2 separate regions of the Mus musculus genome follow, and region 1 is linked to region 2. Evidence: chromatin contacts called from public promoter capture Hi-C data. All regions are on one chromosome and are shown on one strand. The core of a region is the stretch at or near the end of the contact, and the rest is flanking DNA. Distances in the headings are between cores, read along the strand shown.

What was found. Promoter capture Hi-C pulls out the DNA fragments that hold promoters and counts their contacts.
Region 1: a promoter capture Hi-C map of pre-B cells shows a contact between it and region 2, with 4 times the contacts expected there. The contact joins the enhancer-like site here to the promoter of Spz1 in region 2. A contact is called at or near these places in 7 of 39 promoter capture datasets (the 3T3-L1 cell line, embryonic stem cells, hippocampal neurons and 2 more) and 1 of 484 Hi-C or Micro-C datasets (adipose-derived mesenchymal stem cells).

Annotation. Positions count from the first base shown.
Region 1 is chr13:92,962,747-92,967,729 of GRCm38.p6, forward strand. No RefSeq gene overlaps it. Among named protein-coding and RNA genes, the nearest start is that of Gm41019, 41 kb to the right of the region's middle. Within about 2 kb of position 1,770, at least 41 of the 459 cell types and tissues checked have an H3K27ac peak or open chromatin away from gene starts, as enhancers often do. A contact at or near this core is called in adipose-derived mesenchymal stem cells and pre-B cells, where this site is marked.
Region 2 is chr13:92,573,176-92,578,218 of GRCm38.p6, forward strand. Spz1 (spermatogenic leucine zipper 1) reads right to left here and starts at 3,057. Exons shown (of 1, transcript NM_030237.3): 1 at 1,456-3,057. The coding sequence starts at 2,791. The coding sequence ends at 1,655.

The DNA of each region.
Region 1 (4,983 bases), core at 520-3,019, 390 kb after region 2:
CTGGATGTCCCAAAGCAAAACCCTCATGAGTCATTTCGATGGCCACAGTGACCTGATCTTTCCAGACTACATGCCCCAGAGTGGAGAGGTAGCCCCAGTATGTATCCTGTTGAAGGGCCCAGCAGAGGACCTTGAACACGTGGGCAGCTTCATAGCTCTCAGAGGAATGAACCAGAATCTATATGTAGTTCTTCAAATTACATTTGCTGCTAAGTTAATCAAGTATGTCTGTGTTTAAAATTGATCATTGACATGTTCCAGAAGGTCAGGTCAAATGATTGTTTAAATGGATTAAAACTGGGATTTGCATACAAGGTTCATGTCTTCCAAGATTTTGCTTTATTATTTTTTGAGACAGGGTCTTATTATCTCAGGTTGGCCTTGAACACATTATTACTCTGAAGTTGACCTTGAACCTCTAATCCTCCAGTCTCTGCTTCCTGATGGTTGAGTATTTGCTTGCTGTTTTGTTTAGTTTGGGCTTCTTGATGTTTTTGGTTTTGATTTCTGTTCTTTTCCTTTTCATATCTTTTTCTTCTTTAACATGCACATGTAGTATTTGATTTATCTCTGGTTCAACCTGTCTTAAAATTTTCAGACCTCAGCTTGCTTAGTGACCTCATAATGGTTCCAATAAACTGTGTGTCATTCACAACCTAAGGACTGGTAGGAAACCCAGCTTTCAAATGCAGTGCCCAGTGATTTCAGCCTGAAAGGTGATATGTCTGTTTTTCTAGAATCTCCTAGGCTCTGGAATGTGCACTGGCAAGACTTCTAGTCCAGACTTCTTGGGACCTGACTCACTTGCCTCTGAGACACAGTTAGAGACACTAAAATCTTAACAAGCCTCTTGGCTACGTGACTTCAGACAGCCTGATGACTGTTCTGGAGACAAGCATGTATATTAGCCTAGCTAAGCAGATGTCTGTCCAGAAGAAGAGGATTGCTCACATGATACAGGCACAAAGCTCTGGGAAGCCCCTGAAGGACACTGTTTGAGTCATAAGCAGTGAGGTGTTGGCCGATGAAGCTCAATACCTCCCTACTCATTCAACATTCCACTCAGGGACCATGGGCTAGCTCCAGGAACCAGTGACCATACCAACCAGTGAAGATGGGCACATGAATCTGATATGGTCTCTGTCCTAGAGAAGTTTGTATATTAGTTGTGTACACAAGTACATATGTACTTGTAGAGAAGTAGACATGGGATGTGCTTTGTAAAGAGGAAGCAGCAATCAGCCTTGCTCTGAGAGGAGGGTCTATTTGAACTGGGTTTGACGAGAAAGTGGCAATATACCAATGAAGGAAGGGTGGGAAACACAACAAGATACCACCATCCTGCAGAGAAAGGAGACTCTATGTTCCCAGCACCCTAAGGAATGCAATGTGGCTTTGATGACTTCTATTAGAGAGCTACGGAGAACTTTCCGGTAGGAACACGGTGACTTGTTCTTCATAATCCTAATGACCAGTACAGCTAATATCAGTGACTCCTAGGGCCCTTGTTAATTTTTACCTCAGACTCTTTGGGGGTGGTGGGTTCCATTCAAAGACTCCAGGCTGTGTAAAGATCTACTTCCTTTTAGTGGTCAAAAATACTTCCTCAAATACTCCCCTGTAGGGTCGTTTGTTCCTCTCGCTGTAACTGTAGTGCTCTGGCACGCCTACATAACCTCCAGGAACCACACAGATAAAGAATGGATCTGAAAGACACTGTGGAAATCCTGACAGAGCAGCCACACCCACCGAACAGCCCAACCCAACCTCATTTACCTTCACCAAACACCCACAGGTTCCTCATTGCTTCCTTGTTACTCCTGTTCTCTCTAATGGCCTCCCTGGGTGTCAATGTTATTCTTTTATTTGTTTTTAAAAAATAAAACCAGAAAAGCAATTTATGTGTGTGCAGTGAGAGCTCTGCTTGCCAAGTGGCAGCCAGAGCTGGGATGTTCTCCCTGGGCAGCCACGAGGGACCTGAATCTAGACTACTGGTTAGAAGGATCTAGAAGCTCACTGCCATCAGTTACAGAGAACCCAGTGTTGGTTTCCATACAAGCATGCCAGATTATTGGGCTGGTCCAGCCTGGAGTCTACCTAGGCTTCTAGTCAGGAGTTGGCCCTACCAACATGAGACAGTAGAATCTTCTTCTGCCTTCTTATTGCCACCATAAGGGTAAAAATTTATTAGGGGGAGGAAAACAAAATCTTGTAGGTAAAATAAAATAAAATAAAATAAAATAAATGATTCTACTAACAATTCCTTATTCCTGAAACACTCTGCTTTCTATCAAAAATGGTCTGGAATTTTTAAAGGAAGGGCATTGAAGGTTTGACATTTCTTCCTCCTGAGGAGGAGGGGAATGTGCTGGTCTGCCCTGAGTCCCTGCCCCTTCCTTCATCTTCATCTTTCTTTGTCAGCTAATTCTTTCAGCATCCCTGAGCGATGTCATCCAGGCCTGTAGCACACAGGAGAACAGAGCAGGCTGGCTCCAAGGGAAGGGGAACATGGGAAACGACTGGGCAGAAGCATCCTAGAACATGCAGCAATAGAAAGTGGGTCAAATGGTTGCTGAGATACCTTATTTCATAGGTGGCCACCAGAGGAGCATGTTCCCAAGGAAAAGGCTGCCTTTGCATCCTAGTCACACTCAGTGGCCAGGAGCTGCCCACAGGAAGCATGACCCTAGTACAGAGGCAGTAATGGATCATGGAGCACAATAGCTGGACCATTTGTCAATTAAGTTCCTTGTTCACAGTACTTGTCAGTACTTGGTCCCTGAAAGAGAAGTTTCAATAGACCTTCATTGAAGGAAAATGAATGAATGAATGACTAATCACTGGTACTAGTGGGACAGCTGAAATGGCATGGCAATCTCAAGTGTCAAGAAATAAACCTTTGAAATAGATCGTTCTAGAAATAAGCTTTACTTTCAAGTCTAGCTAGACTTTCAGAGTGAGCTTTTAAGACCCTCAGAGGGAAGTGTTTCAAGTCAGGGCAATGTCCCTGAGTCAGAGTGGCTAGAAGTTGACTATCATGAGAGACGTGGGCACAGAGGGAGCCTGAGGAAGCTTATGTTCTAGCTGTGGGCACATGCCACCCATGCATGCTATTGGCTATTTCTCCAAGTCTACCCAATTGTGAACTGTCTCACCATCGTCCATGGGTGACGGAAGGAGAGGGGAGGACTAGTCTAACAGTGGTAATTGTCTTACTGTGCTTTAGAAAGTACAGAGGTCCAGAGAAGACAGTTAGTGAGAGCTATCTAACGAGTAGGGAGGGGATCTAAACCATGGGATCTCATCCACATAACTTCTCGTCAAGAGTGCAGTGGACACTGGACAGCCATACTCTGAAATGACCAGTTAGTTCCAGCTAATATTCTTCACTGGGGAAAATGTAGGCAGCTTTGTAGTTTGAAGCACAGTGTCCCAACAGAATCTGTCGATCCACTCAGGATGCTTAGAACCATGGCCCTCAAGATGTCTAAAATGCCTGAGCCAAGTTGGCCAAGACCTTAGGAAACATTACATGCAGCTGAGAACAATGTGTGTTGGCAGAGCCTGTTGTGTTCTTTGTGTACAGCTCAGTTCAGTCTCAGAGAACCATTGACAAGCTGGGGCCTCTGTCTGGAGACAACAGAAGTATCAAAAACACCTAGGGACGAGTGTGTAATCCTGAATCCCTGAAGTTTCATCCAGTCACATTGGACTGAGTACCAGTATCAAAGGACCTGGGTTCAAAGCCAGACTCACCAAGTCAGTTCATGCATGTCCTTGAGCTGTTGGCTGAGCTATAAGCTTTTCATCTGTAACATGATCTTGGGAAGCTTTCTCCCTACCTGTTATGAAGATTTCAGGTATCACGTTCCAAAGAGCCCAGTATCAGGTACACGGGTATTCAGCTGATAACATCTATTATTACAATTACTACTGTTAAAGTAGCATTGTTATTGTTAGCAGACAATGTAAATTAGACTTGACTTTGACATTTACTGTTTTGTGTTAGCCAGATTATTTAGCCCCTCTGGACCTCATTTTTCTTATACTGAAATTGGAGAAAATATTACTTAATCTGGCATGGTATTACACGAATCAGAGGTAATCTCAGAAAGCGCCTAATGATGAGCCTGGATCAAAGTGGTCCTCAGTAAAGGCCATCTATGATTAAAGCAAGCAAGAACAATTATTGATGTTGGTTCCTATAAATCAATTTTGTCTAAGCATCACAAGCCCTTTGAATTATTCTTTGGGGGATAAAGTCTCTTTGAAATCTGGTTGCTTTATTCCTGAGGACCCTGTGGGTTGTGGAGGCTGAGGCTGGCTGGAGCCTCCTTCACACTCCCCTTCCTTGGGATCCCCCTCTCTCTCTGCACTTTCCAGGGAGACATTTCCCAGCCAGCCTCAGGTCCCCTGAGGAGAGCTGGAGCAACAGGCCACTGTTCTTTAAGCTGCTGCTGAATTTTCAGACCATGAGACTCTGGTCTCTTCACTCTGGGCTGGCCCATCCCCAAGAAGAAAGCATGCCAGGAGGTGGAGGAGGTTATAAAACCATTTTGTATCCATCCTGTTTTTAATTGATTTCACAGCAGGGGAAGAAAAATCGGAATCTTTCCCTTGTAACCTTTCCATGAGGGAGGCCTTCACTGGTCAGGAAACCCAGCTGGGGAGAGCTGGGCTCCAAATATGTGCTCTCAGTTTTCTTCCCCAGTCTGTAAACCCCTCTGTGAGAGTCATGATGCATGCCAATGGTTTTCAAGGGTTCTCTGGGGAACTGCTTTGCACACTAGCTCTTGGCAGAGGAAGCCTTGCCTCTGTCCCCACCTGAGCCAGTCTGGTCTCCATCTAATGACTGATTATGCCACGGGTCTGCCAGGGCACCCAGTGCCTTAGATCTGGATTCTGTTCCTTTTTGGCTCAAGCCCACAATGACTGCCCTGTAGGAACCCAAAGTCTCTGAAGAGTTTTGTGGATTTCTGGGTG
Region 2 (5,043 bases), core at 1,807-4,306:
TCTTCCTGGCCGGTCGTGAGAACGCGTTTAAGAGATAGATAGATAGATAGATAGATAGATAGATAGATAGACAGATAGATGTGTATACATATGTATATATTATATAGTATGTGCATGCATATAATATATAAAAATATATAGTTATATATAATATATGCATATATAAGTATGAGTATGTATGTGTGTGATATGTGTTTGTAAATATACATATATGTATGTATATATATGAAATTCTCAAATAATAATAAAAATAAACAGAAAAGAATGGTAACCAATCTCCCCAACAGGCCAATTTCAAACAAGATAATATCATCTGTCTGCTTTCATCCTTACCGAAGAAAGCAATCTGAAGCTAACCAATAAATTACTTTTCTATTGTGTCTGTTTCAGAGATTTACAAGGAAAGTGAGCAGGAAATAGTCTGCTTTTCTTTTCTTTTTCTATTTTATTTACCCTTTCTCTACATAAAAAAACCGTTCTAGAACATAGACAAATTTCTCCAGCAGCCAGATAAACCAAGTGTCTCCAGCTTAAAATGCCAGATCTGTTACCAAAGTCCCAGGTTTAACCCAGGATGGGGAATAAACACACAGCCCTGTGGCTATGGCATACTTACCTTCCGGAGCTCCTTTGCCCTACAAGATTTCTCGAGTTTTACAAAATCTACCTGATTGTGCTCACTGTCATGGGGGCAAAGCTGCAGCCTAGGCCTCCCACTCAATCTGTGTTGATGTCATGGGGGAGCAGAGACAGGGTGTTTTCCACGCGATTTATCTGTATCTGGATAGGTTTTGTCAGCCATTTCTACTGTGCCACACTCTCCAGGAGCATGCTTTCTAAGGGCTTTTTGTGTTGTGATTCTCTTTCTGCTTGGTGACTGACATCAGTTTAGAATATACAAGAGCCCAGGAACTGGGACCTTGCCAGTATTCTGTTTGCCCTGCACGTGATGCCAGGTGGCTTTTGCTCTGGGAGAAGCGAGAAAAGGCGCCTGCGCTGTGTGTTCTGGCAGGTAAGTCCAGCTCCTTAGAGTACTCGTTTCCACCCCCGCCACCCCCACACCCTCCAACAGAAAGCCTACTCACCCCCTCCATTTGGAAGAATGAGGGGAATCTTTGCACCCAAAATGAAGAATCTAGAAGCACCTCCTTCCCCAGGGGCTTCGTCTCCCCAGTGTACCTTCATGTTCGAGCTGAGGACCAGAAGAACAACACAGGGAGAACAACCAGAGCTAGTCAGGAGAGAAGAAAGCTGTCTAGGGTGCTTTAGCGCTGTACTTTGCCTTTTCTTAGTTATTTTTCTCCCTTAACTCCAACATATTCTGTACAAACAGAATAGGAAAGCTAAATACTAATTTGAAACCAAGCTTTAAAGTATTAGTTAGATCATTGTAAGTACTTCCCCTTCTATCCCCCAGAAATGGTTAAATTAGAAGAAAACAATCAAACAACGCGCTTTCCTTTTATATTCTTGTTTTTATTCAAATTTTCACTTGGTTAACGGTCATACAATGGTTGTTAAGGCCCAAACTTCTCTAACTACTGAGATAATATAGGTTCCTCTTATCCTAGGCCTCCTCCTTGGTGGAATCAGAAGCTCTCTACCCTGGGTTGATGACAGTTTTGTCTCAAGTTGTATCTGCTTCTGGCGACTTCTACCGAAAGCTGCTAACGGTTCTCCTTTTCCCCACCAGAGATTTCTTTGCAACACGGGCGTTGAAGCGGTTATTCCGAGCCTTCTTAGTAAAGCAAACATCCGGGCTCCTGAGGATCTTCGGTTTCCTAATCGTGCCTTCCGTTGCCCTCGTGGTATGCTTGAAAGCGTCCGTCTTGTCTGCTTCCGCTAACTTCGGACATTTCTTGTCCTGCTCACAGGACATCTGCAAAGGCTTCTCGTGCCCCAGTCCCGCTTCGTGGAGATGGAAATCCTTGAGGATGTCTACCCTCTGTTGTAGGACCTGACATTCATTCTCTAGCAGGGCTGCGATCAAATGCAGCGCGTGGGTGTCATGGCTTAGCTTCTTCACCTGCTCCTCCAGCTTCTGCTTGGTGGATAGCCCATTGTTGGGTTGGTTTTGCAAACAGGCTCGATCCTTGTCAGTAGTTTCTTGGGTTTCGTTCTGGCATTCCTGATATGACCTCATTAGTTCGCTGAGTTCGTTATGCTGTTTACTCCAGTGATCTGCTTCCTGCAGTAACTGCTCCATGTTGTTCCTGAGTTTTCTGTACTCTCCGCGAAGGTGAAGGGATCCATTCCGCGGTCTTTTCACGCTCAGCAGCATGCCGTCGAAGCCTCTCGTTTCTTCTGCATTGCACAGGTCCCTTGCAAACTTTGGTACCATGTTCTTAGCACTCTGGTTTTTCAATAACATCTGCTTCATTGTGTTCTGTTCTCTCTCTGGGTCGAAATGAATGAATAGATCATCTTTAAATCGTATTTTATTTTTCTTCTCAACACCTCTGACGTTAAGTTCTGACAGGTCTTCAGGAATATAGGCATCATCAAAAGGCTCCCCAACTGTAGACTTCTCTTCAACGCCTGCTATGTTTTTGAGAACATCCTTAACGTCTTTTAAGAGATTGCTAAATTTCTGTACCCTCCCTCTTTTCTCTACTGGACAGATGCTATTCTTTGGTGGTGGGAAGGAGTGGTAGCAGACAGTGGGGAGTGATCCGATTTCAAGGAGGGAAATGGTGATCCCAGAGTTCGGTGGTTCTTGCTTAGCACCAGGAGCAGGGTTAGGAGATGGACACCGGGCGGGCATCTCCGCTGAGTTGTCTGTGTCCGACATTGGGACCTGAGGACCCAGAGAGTCCAGGGAGAGCAGATGGCAGTCTCCTGGGAGTCGGTGGAGGAGATGGAACCAGGCAGGAGTTATGGGCCAGAGTTAATGACTGACCCCAGGGAGGTGGTATTCAGGTAGAAGGTTACATCTCAGACAGCCCAGGGGGAGGAGGTGGGAAGGGGGACCTGGAGCTGGAGCTCCATCTCCCTTCTGCTAGGCTTCTGGTATTTTCTCTGAGGCCCCAGCTACTAGGTCTTTATTCTGTCATTGCCCCTCTGGGGCAACACATTCTGTTTCTTTTACATCACAATGGGAGTCCCTTAGATTCCTGTCCCACAACTCAGACACCACAGCCAACCTTACTCCTCCCACATGCCTGCCCCTCTCTTCTCTCCTAGGCTCTTCATTCTAAGAGCATTACAGCAATTTCCTACCTCACCCTCCCACCCCCCTGCCTTACCACACCACACCACACCACACCACACCACACCACACCACACCACACCACACCACACCACACCACATCGAGCCAACCACAACCACGGTGTTCCACCTGAGGGTAAATATAGTTGAGAGAAAGCACAGCAGGCTGAATAAGAATTCTTTCATAGAAGGAGGAAGTGTTGCTCCAGCTGTAGGAGAGATGTTGTGGAAGAGTTAGGAATGTGTGGTGATGTCAGTGAGAATGGCCTCCATAGACTCGTAGATCTGAATACTTGGTCACCAGGGAACGGAACTATTTGTAAGGATTAGGAAGTATGATCTTGTTGGAGGAAGTGTATCACCTACGGGGTGGGCTTTGAGGGTTCAGAAAGTCTATTGCAAGCCCAGAGTATACGTCTCTTCCTGCTGCCTGCAGATCCAGATGTAGAACTCTCAGTTCCTTCTCCTGCACCTTGTCTGCCTGCATGTCACCGTGCTTCCCGTTGTGATAACAATGGACTAAACCTCTGAATTTGTAAGCCAGCCCCAATGAAATGCCTTCCTTTTGTAAGAGTTTCCATGGTTACGTTGTCTCTTCATAGTCATAGAACATTGACTAAGACAGGATAGAAAGCAGAACTTCTCAAAGTGCTCCATCTTTAGTGATTTTTGGACACTAATGTGAGAAATCTTTTCATTCAAAAATATTCTACTGAATGGTAAGAGGCTATTGGCATGAGTCAACAGCACAGTTATAAATTCTCTCTCGGTCCCTCTCCCTCTGTGTCTGTCTCTCTCTGTGTGTCTCTGTCTGTCTGTCTCTCTGTCTCTCTCCTTAGGGGGAGGGTCAGGGGGAGGACAGGGCAGGGAAGAACCCAGGGCTTTCTAGATAGTACATGAGTGTTCTGCCTCCAAACTGTATCCTCAGTCCTCCACTTGGGAATCTTTTTAAAATGTGGCACTTTTAAGATAGGCTTTCTGAATGTATTTATGACTCTTCCAGTCAGTGATAAAAAGCTTGGCCACTTCTCATAGTACCTGATTAAAATGACAATGTGTCTAAAGCATTTGAAACAACTCAGTTCAATCATTATATATATATATATATATGTATTATATATATATACATGTATATATATATAATTTTTTAAAGGAATAATCTGAGACATGGGGATAACTCCATGGGTCAGAGCAGCTTCTTGGAAGCTTAAGGACTTGAGTTCAAGTCCTGGTTCTGATGTACTCCTGGCACAGTTGTATGTGCCTATGGAACTGTTGTGGTTCAGTGGCTACCTTCAAGATTAGTGAGAGACCCTGTCTCAAATAAATAAGGTAGAATGGAGATAATTGGATACAGCATGTCCTTCTCTGACCTTGCACACTTAATGGACATATGCACATATACCCACACATGTTCACACACACACACACACACACACACACACACACACACACACACATTCACATTCATACATCTTTAAGAAAAGAAATAATTTGAAGCCTATTGTATTCTTGTCTTTGAATTTTAGCATCAGGACCTTGAGAATACTAAATACAGGTTGGAGAAATAGCTCAGCAGTTAAGAGCACTGGCTGTTCTTCCAGCGGTCCTAAGTTCAATACCCAGCAGCCACATGGTGGCTCACAACTATCTGTAATAGGACCCGATGCCCTCTTCTGGTGTGTCCAAGGAGAACCACAATGGACTCACATACATAAAATAAATATATCTTTAAGAAAAATATTAAGTTCAGAGCAATTTTTTATAACACTCCTGTTATGGAGAACTCTACTAAATAGCTTTCATGCTGATTTCAAGCGAAAATCCACACTTAT